2 separate regions of the Dromaius novaehollandiae genome follow, and region 1 is linked to region 2. The links are chromatin contacts, called in public Hi-C maps. All regions are on one chromosome and are shown on one strand. Each heading gives the region's core, a stretch centred on a gene start, on an enhancer-like site or on the middle of the called end of the contact. The rest is flanking DNA. Distances are from core to core; before and after follow the strand shown. Region 1 holds the start of KCNA4 (potassium voltage-gated channel subfamily A member 4). Region 2 overlaps KCNA4 (potassium voltage-gated channel subfamily A member 4).

Region 1 (4,418 bases), core at 1,747-4,246, 210 kb before region 2:
GAACTATGTATTCTGAACCATGTATCAGCACATTTGAAATGATATAGTAACCATAGTCCTTTCCCTTGATTATCTCCGAGTGCCTCCTACTGCAACATTTTACTTGATTTAAAGGGAGTTCCTGATCTTATGGGAAGTTGGCTGAGACAGCCTTGAGAGGCTAACAGAAACAAAATTGAAGCAAGAAGGGAGGAGCAGAAGAATGAAAAGAGAAGACTAAAAGAGAAATGGAATAATTTGTGGTCTAGAAGTGCAATAACTACCAAGCTGTAGTGCAGTCTTATTCTCTGCACAGAACTCTTGATTACAGCAGGAAGATTAGTGTTGGACTGAGGCCAGACTCTCTGCCAGTGTGAATTGCAGCAATTGTAGGGTAGCATAAATTAATATTGGGCGTAGCAACGTAAGTTAGGCTTTTTGAATTTCATGTCCCCTGTGCATGAAAATGTATTAAATTGTCATGTATTTCTTCTGGCACTCTATACACAGATAAACAATAATGATGCATGTTTCTCCTCCGCATTACTGCAGAACAGAACAAATCAGTATAATAGCATACCTTACAGATCCTTTGCTATGCTGTAATATTCTTAATACAATGGTACTATCGAAGATAATGACATACATATTCTTTGTTCTGCCAATAATAGTATCCCTTATGAATATGAAGGAGCAAAGGGAATATAGTATCTTTTAGATAAAAATTGCTCTTTGAATACTGTGAAAATATAAACCTGAATGAAATGATTCACAGGATTCATCTGTAAATACTTAAAGTTTGTCTCTTGCTTTTAAATCAGTTTAAAAAATTGGATCAAATAAGACCTGTGAATTTGATTGTATCATATGTATTTGTATCATGCCTAACACATTAGAAGGGATTTTTTAAAATGTTACAGAAAAATTATTCTGCTACTCCCATTAATTGTGTACATCACCTGTTTTATATATCACCTCTTCTTCTTTGCTCATTAAAAAAAAAATAATCATCAAAAAGGCATAGGAAAGTGAAAGTGATTGATCTGTTTCTACTCTTGTCTTTCCTCAGACTCAGATATCCATTGACTGTTTCAGTTTAAGATTGGCATGTGAGATGATGAGCAAATGCATCTGAAACTTTGGAAGAAAGGTAAAAGCTAGAGTAGCGCCTTTTTTTTTTTTTTTTTTTTTTTTTTGTCCCAATCCCTTGAAACACCTCAAAAAGGAAAAAAAAAGGTCCTACTGATAAAATAAAACACACAACTTCCTAGAGCATCTGACTTCTGCCAAATGTTTGCCTCTAGAATTAAAATATTAATGAAGTAGGAAGAATTCTGTGTTTCTAATCATATCGTACCTGTGATACCTATTTTTATGGCATCGTACGTGTCCGTCTGACTAAACAATGATAGGTGTTTGATCTATGACTTTGGTATACTTTTGTGGCGGGTTGCAGAAGAATCTGGGTTTTGGTATTGGAAATGAATTAGTAGAATGTTTTTACCTTGCCTCCAGTAGCATTGACATTTTGGAGTGTTCTTGTGACCTCACTTTGTAGTTTAATGGAATTTGGGATGACGTTAGGAATACCTATATATTTTTCACTATATATTGACTGTAGAATTTGAAGGAAAATTGGTTAGCAATAGCTGCCATTTACACATTTCCAGTACTTTTGGCAAGACCGTTGTGAACTCATTTGATGCCTGGCATTCAGTATGTTTATTTGGTTGATCATTACCTCTCCCTTACATAGCCATATGGCAGCTGACTGAAATTAATGGGATTAATAGTATGGACACTAATCATTGTAGGCAGTAGAGACAGAAAGATAACATGGCTAATATGTGTTATACCACTGGGGCTCTGAAGGGAAATAGTCACCAGATTCTCTAGATTCTTTTGGACTGTGTAGAAGGAGTGGACCTTGGTGGTAAAAAAAAAAAAAAAAAAAAAAAAAAAAAAAGCCTGATGCACTTTCTGCATGTGTCAAATCTGCCTCCAGCTGTTACACCTTGAGACGAGTGTTTGGAGTGAGTGCTGCTCTTGATTTGCCCTTGCTATGACCCGATGTATTGGGCTATAAAGCACCAAAATCTGTCTTGTCTTTTTCCATGTGAAGTAGAAGTGCCTACACATCGTTTTTTTATTGATGTGGCAGGATTGTAGCTGTGATGTCAAATATAGCCAAGCTGCATTTTCATGGGGCTTACTTACAGAGAGGAATTGGTCACAGTTTGGATTTTACATGTGCAAAAGGAATAGCCAGTTTATTCACTGCTTGTGCTACAGACTGGGGCAGAGGGAGCAAAATTTTGACATCGTTGGCAGAGATGTTAAGACTGTTTTCATAGGTCTCATCTACCAAATACACTTTTTTTTTTTTTTTTTTTTTTTGTGAAATGGGACCAACTTTTCCATGCTGAAATAGATGTAAGCGTGGAAGTAAAATGGGCTTCATTTGCAAGACCCTTGCATCTGGCAGGGCGCTGCTAGCAGGGTGTGATGGAGGACAGGAACAATGGGAACTGTTCGCTGGTTTGGACCAAACCCATTTGAGGGTTTGGGGCCAACAAGTCAGCAGGGCCGAGGTGGGGCCAGATTTTCCCTTGTTCTGGGAAACTTTTTTTCTCTGCTTCATTTTGAAATTCCCTGAGCCACCTCGACAGCATATTTTTCTTCCTAAAAACAAAACAAAACAAAACAGAAGACGGGGCTTGTAGCATTGCCTTGAGCCTAAAGTTTTGTTGGCCAGCGTATGCATTATTCAGTGTGGGAACGCTTCTTTCAGTAATTTATAGATTGACACAAAAGAGAGGGGGCGAGGGCGGCCGGGGAGCGGCGAGCAGTGCGGGCCGGCGGCCGCGAGGGGCCGACGGCGAGCTGGGCTGGGCTGGGCTGGGCTGGGCTGGGCTGGGCTGCGCCGCGCTGGCCAAGGCAGGGAGCAGCGCAGCGGCCGCGGCCCGGCGGCCTCCTGGCGGCGCGCGGGCACCGCGGGCGGCGGCTCCGCGGAGCAACAGGGCTCGCTGCGGGGGCGCCCGGCAGCGCGGCTGCCGGCTGCGGCTGTGACCAGCAGGCAGTGGAAGCCTTGTAGCAGAGAGCTGCTTTCTCCTCTTTTTTCCTGGTGCGGGGTGTTTGTTTGTTTGTTTTTTTAAGCGGTGCCAACCAACGGCACAACAAGTGGAGGATGCGAGCCGCTGCTGCCTGAGCCACTGCTGCCTGGACGTGCCGGAGGGAGAAACTGCAAGAAGCGACACCTGTCCTACCATCAGGTTTGGTACGCGGATTATTTAATGGTGATTTACAAACCTACAGAAAAAGCTGGGCTTGGAAAGACTGGCGATCACGCTCACCCATTCATTCTGTGTCTCTCTCTCACAAACACACTCGCCTCCTTCATTTTTTTCGTTTTGGAACAAGACTCTTGCCTTTTTGCAAATGCCTGGGCGAGAAGCAGTGTCCGTGGCAGTGCAGAGTGCTCCCAGCTCAGGCTGCTTTGCTGCCTTGCTCTTGGCACTCTTGTTGCAACTGGCAAGAAGGGAGAAAAATAACTCATCAACCTGTGGTGCTGACTGACCTTACACACCTGAAAACGTAGATCGGTTGGCACAGCCCCCTCCTCAGGACTGCTGTCTCCAGATCCTTACACTAGCAAGAACAGCACTGCTATTTCTCTGCCTAGGAACAGTAAGTATAATAGCATTTTTTAAGATCTTTTTATGCATGACATGTAGGTACAATTTTAAAAATAGCAATGTCATTTAACAGTCTGTATTCACCTTCTGTCATGTATTAATAGCTACAGCTGTAAATGAGGGTTCTGTTTCAAAGGGGTGTGTGTATTTTTTTGTGTATGTGCTTGCATGTAGATGTTGCTTCACTGCACCTGCAGTTGTGTTTCCTTGACACACCATATCACAGTATTTTTACTTGACTGAGAATTTTATGTGCCCATTTTCAAATTAAATTCAGTAAGATATTATAATTGAAACACAATTCAGTTATAAATTAAAACATAACATTCTTGCCTCTTACATGTTTCTAGAGATACTCCAAAAGCTCTTTGTGTAGATATGTTTCTTCTTGTAATATTTTATATAGATATATGTAGGTTTCTGTATATGTATGTACTCAATTTGAATGCATTGTGTATTGCAGTATTTTTATTAGTGTTTATATGTGTTACTGTCTCAGAAGCATGCATGTGTTTGTGTGTGGATGCAAGTGCTTATATGGGTGGGGATTTTATATCTCTCTATATATGTGACATACCCACCCACATCCTTACCCACAGAGTCGTTCAAAATCTCTGTGCATGTGATGTGGGTGTGTGTGTAATGTAGAAGTGTGAATAGTGTGGGTAGGGGAAGGTTTGAATACTGTGGCAATAAATGACACAATTTCATTTGATCAGTGTGACCTTTTAGAAAAACAATCCA
Region 2 (4,852 bases), core at 905-3,404:
TGTCATTAGAAAGGGTAATTCAGTGAAGATGTAAAGATAAAAAAGAAATAAAAAAGAACAAAGAATGCCTTTTCCTGAAGTGTCATGCAATTAAAAAGGACACAGAAACCTTTGATGTGAATTTGCGTCTTACCAAAACAAAAATATGTGAAAGAATGTTTAGCGCTTTATTATGTGAAAATAATTCATTTTTTGACAATATTAATATTACAGCATTCCTACTATGGGATTTTTCATCCTTGTTCCTAGATGTCAAACTTCAAAATCTTTTATTATGATCCAAATTTGTTTTTATGAGCAAAACTGTTTGTATTTTCCTCGTGACTTCTTCCTTTACTTGAAGGAGAAATAGTAGTTGCATTGACAAGTTTATGTCCAGGGCATTCTAGAAGTTCACTCAATAGTAATCATGTCTTCTGCTGTCACCTTCTGTCTTGACATTTACTTTACATGGAGTTGAATCTTATCACAGAAAAAAATGATTTTATAAATGCTCACTAAAGAATATGAGTAAGAAACTTACTCTGCTACCTTTACTTTGTTGGCTGGGGTCTCAATCTGTCATCGGTTCTCTGGACCTCAGTGACTTGGGAACAAATGCTGGGTTATATTCAGTCAAGCTAGTTCATTTTTCTCCTCCTCGTATTTCCTTTATTGTGAGTGCTATATGAAATTGTAAGTGGCTGGTACATCATCTGCTTAGAGTATTTCCTATGAGGTTGGACAGATTTTTCTCAGTATTTAGTTTTGCTGTGCATGTTCATCTTTCTTTGTCTGTTGTTTCTCCTATGGAATAAGCACCATCTTTGCTGTTATACAGCACATAATGGTTTGTATTTGAGTGATGCGGGACACACTGCTATCATATTAATTTAGCTGTGTTTAATTGGAATAAGCATAATTAAGAGTTAATTTCACAAAGGAATAGCTGTATATTTCCATAAACAAAGTAATAGAAAATGGTAGTGGAACAACAATTTTAGAAACAGTACCTGTACTGTCCAAGTAACAACCAACCTTTGAGGATTGACTATGTATCTCTGCTATTTGCTTTAGTCAGGATGTATTAGTGAGCTCTCTAGTGTTAAGGGCTTACCTCTGACAACCCAAAATCTTTGTGGATACTTTTATCACTTAGCTCGAATACAATCCCGATTGACTTAATGTTAAGTAGAAAGGTACTCATAGGCCAGACTACCAGAATACATGTTAACCATTGCACTAGTTTAGCTATATTAGCCTAAATTTGCACTATTGTTGCACCCTTCCTATTAGACAAGGCTTTGGATCTGTTGAATATATCCTTAGCCCTTGAAAGGATTCAAGGATAGATTCCTAATGTTGGATATTAAATCCAGCTAAATCTCTTCAGTATAGATACAAAAATGCATTTATTTCATGGAAAGTTTAACGCATTCGGAGTGAACATTACAATGCAGTTCATTACAAAAAACAACCCCCCCCCCCAAAAGACAAATGCTTACTGCAAAATGATATTCATATAAAGCTTCTGATTACAGTAATTTCATTTTTCTGGACGAGAAAACTGGTAGCTGGTACAATGAATATTCCCAGAGTCTTGTTCATCTAGTTTTTCTTGTGAGTAAATATTCCAGAACTGACCTCAGTACATTTGGACTTGCTGAGATTGACCAAATAACAGGGCACATAAAAAGGAAGAGTGAAAAATCTGTAAATGTTAATTCATTTCCTTGTAATTATTGTTGTATTTTATTATTTTTAGCCTAATTTGAGTTCTAGTCATGGATTGTAGTCACCCCAGCAAGAATGACTAATGAAAGTAGAAAATAATGAAGCATCTTCAAAGAGAAGGGAAATGTATTAATCATGAAAATGAGAAAGGGGGAAAAAATAACATGAACAAGATGTAACTTCAAAATCCATCCAGATATAGAAACCTTTGTTTGTTACAGAAACATTTGTTTTATTTCTACCTCCCAGCATACTAGAAGCAACTAGGTATGTGCCAGATAAACCACAGACCTTTGTTTTATATTATAGCCTTTTCACACAGCCATTTATAGCTTGAGAGGTTTTTTTGGGGTAGAGAGAAGGCTGTTTTGTTTTATCCTAGCATATTTTTAGACCCTTGCCTTGAAAGCATATAAATGACTTACAGGCACATCAAACAGCATTTAAGCAGTTCAGTGCCCTGAACCTGTATAGCTGTTCAAAGGCCTAGGCAGAGGCACTGTTAACTGTTTGGTAGAGTGAGCAGACTCTCTCATGATTTAAACTATTAGAACTGTAAGGTAGTTACCTTAACATGGAATACAAGCAAGGGGTATGCCTCCAGAATTTGTTAGATGTTGTTGTAACAGAAACTGCAGTTCTTGTGTTTCAAAATGATCATCTCTTCTTATTTCATATGCTGGGGGGAAAAAAAAATAACCAACACAGTAAGCAGGGTTTTAATGGGATGTTTCCAACTCTTACTGCATATGTAGTTTCTTCATCCCTATCTTTCTTCAAATAAATACAACCATGTGGGGTTAATCCATCAGGTTTAGGTGCACAGGATGATCTAGAAACTGAAAAGAGAGAGAGAATAACATAGGGCCTTTATAGCTCTATTTTATTTCAGTTTTGGTGCTGAAGCAAAAGGGACATAATCTCTCATTGTAAAATGTAGTTTCCTGTAATCTCAAAATACTATCACTTCTTTTAATCCTGAGCATAGCTGTTAGAAGTACAATGAGGATCAGCTCTTTATAGTGTCTTTTAACCTCACTAAGTATGAACAAGCACAAATGATACTTCAGTAAAGAGTTTGTAGTGAGCACTGCTTCTTTCCCTTCTAAGGATTATGTACATAAGTACATGGAAACACCATACAAAATCACTATAGCCCACTGTATTTAGTTTATTGTTCCAGAGCTGATCCAAACCCGTATCAGCTTTGCAACCTCTACTCCACATTTCTTCCATCTTTCACCTACTGATGTATTTTCAGCCCTCCTGTGAAAAGTGGAGCTGTGTCACCTGGAATGGTGAAAACTGCTATTTTAAAGGTTGTTGTTCAGGACACTGTGGAGTGTGGGAGAAGGTATTTGTTCTTTAACAGCCACAAGTAGCTGGGACAAGGTCAGATTTGAACGCTGTCACCCAAAGGCACTGATGAAACACAGATTAAAAGCAATGCAGTAGATCTTTCCCTTTCCCTTACCTCCTTCAACTTTCTGGTCAGGGATACTTTCTGACCTGTCATCTGACAATTTGTTCTCACTCCCTGTACCTTCTTGCAAGCAGGCATGTTAGCTTCAGACAACACAGAGAGAAGTGTACTCTCTACTGAATGTCTAACACTCTGAAACGGGTAATTCCTTTGATATCATCCATGCTAAAGTGGCTCAGTTCAGTCCCACTTAACCATCCTGTGATGACTGCAGGCAGAAATCAAGTGTGAGAATTAATGTCCTCTTTAAGACTAGTTTAAAAATCAGTTTTGAAGGCAGAGGTTTTGTTCTTTTCTTCGTAATTAAGACTTCAGACATATTATTTGGTTCTACTGTTACAGCATGAGGTTCCTAAATATTTTTGTAAAATGGTGGCCAGAGAAATTGCTTTGCTGTAGAATTTCTGTATCAGAAGTAGAAGCTGAAGTCTATCATTGTCAAGTACAGGCCTATTCCATAACGGCAAAAGCATTTTTCCTACTCATGTCCCGTAAATAATATAAAAATAACATAGGGACCCCCAGAGCGTTGGCCCAAAAAGTATTTCTTCACTGTAAGGCCTCTACACTTTATCATGTGTAAGCTAACATACCACTGTGCACAGGTCAAAAAGATGGCTTCTCTGTGCAGATGCATGCCCTGTAGTTTGGAAGGATATGACATTTTTTATTTAGCATGGACAACTGCCCATGTTAATACTTGTCAAGAAACTGAACTGTTTTTTGGTAACAATTAACTACAAGAAGTCTTCCAAATTTAAAATATTGTGAATTCAACATTTTGTGTGAAGTGATTTCTCCTTTCATTTAAAAATGCACATTAATTTGGCAAGGTGTTTATGTGTTTTCCTGTTGTGATTATTCTTTCTTCTCTCAGTCAGCCACTTACCTGATCATTTTGCAGCACTTACTTCTTTTCAAGACTGAAATTCATAATTCAGATACAGTTCTTAGTGTAAAGAAAGCTCTCTACCATCTATTGTTTATTCACAGCCTGCTTTGAGAAGTAGTCGTAAATGTTTTTCTATAATTTGTTAGAGAAAATATGTTCAACTTCTGCCTTCCTCTGGCAGTTCTAGGCATAGCAGTGAAAAAAGAGCGTGAAGTGAAACTGCAGTATAATGGTACCATATAATCACCCTGTGCTTTTGTAAGTCAGCAACTACTTAATGGTATAACTTAAGTAATTGTGTTTAGGAAAAAGCAACATGAGCATATCTTTTCAGCCTGAAAAATAAAATTTGACCCTTCTAAGTCATTGGTGCACAGTTCTGGAAACAGAGTCGGTTTGATCTGACAGCTCTTACTGATCCAAAGACTCCTGCTGTGATTTACTAGGCCATGTACAAAAGGTAATACTTGCAATATGAGGACTTAATTGTTAATTTTTCTGTTCCAGAGCTTCATTTCCACTCACTTTCCAGACAAGATATGACCTGTTATCTCAATGGACAGGTAAATGTATAGGAAGTTTTTTCATATACCTTGAAATGGAAAGGAGACAAATTATCAGTTTTGTAGTTTTTGAAAATTTGCTTGTTGATCATTGAAAGCCCCTAACCTGTGATTCACACTGTCAGTGTCCTGCAGAAGGCTCCAAATAGCCAAAGCTGTAGCATTTCTATACTTACATAAAAATAGCATGGTCATAATTTT

The links. Hi-C and Micro-C count contacts between places; a contact is called where the count stands out from the background.
Region 1: a Hi-C map of liver shows a contact between it and region 2, with 5 times the contacts expected there. The contact joins the promoter of KCNA4 here to the enhancer-like site in region 2. A contact is called at or near these places in 2 of 4 Hi-C or Micro-C datasets (brain and liver).

The regions. Positions count from the first base shown.
Region 1 is chr5:56,719,909-56,724,326 of bDroNov1.hap1, reverse strand. It overlaps KCNA4 (potassium voltage-gated channel subfamily A member 4), which reads left to right and starts at 2,996. Exons shown (of 4, transcript XR_010389456.1): 1 at 2,996-3,666. It overlaps LOC135328661 (a long non-coding RNA gene), which reads left to right. Exons shown (of 3, transcript XR_010389621.1): 3 at 1,049-1,117.
Region 2 is chr5:56,508,758-56,513,609 of bDroNov1.hap1, reverse strand. It overlaps KCNA4 (potassium voltage-gated channel subfamily A member 4), which reads left to right. Exons shown (of 4, transcript XR_010389456.1): 3 at 4,596-4,651. Among named protein-coding and RNA genes, the nearest start is that of KCNA4, 210 kb to the left of the region's middle. Within about 2 kb of position 2,154, at least 1 of the 2 cell types and tissues checked has open chromatin away from gene starts, as enhancers often do.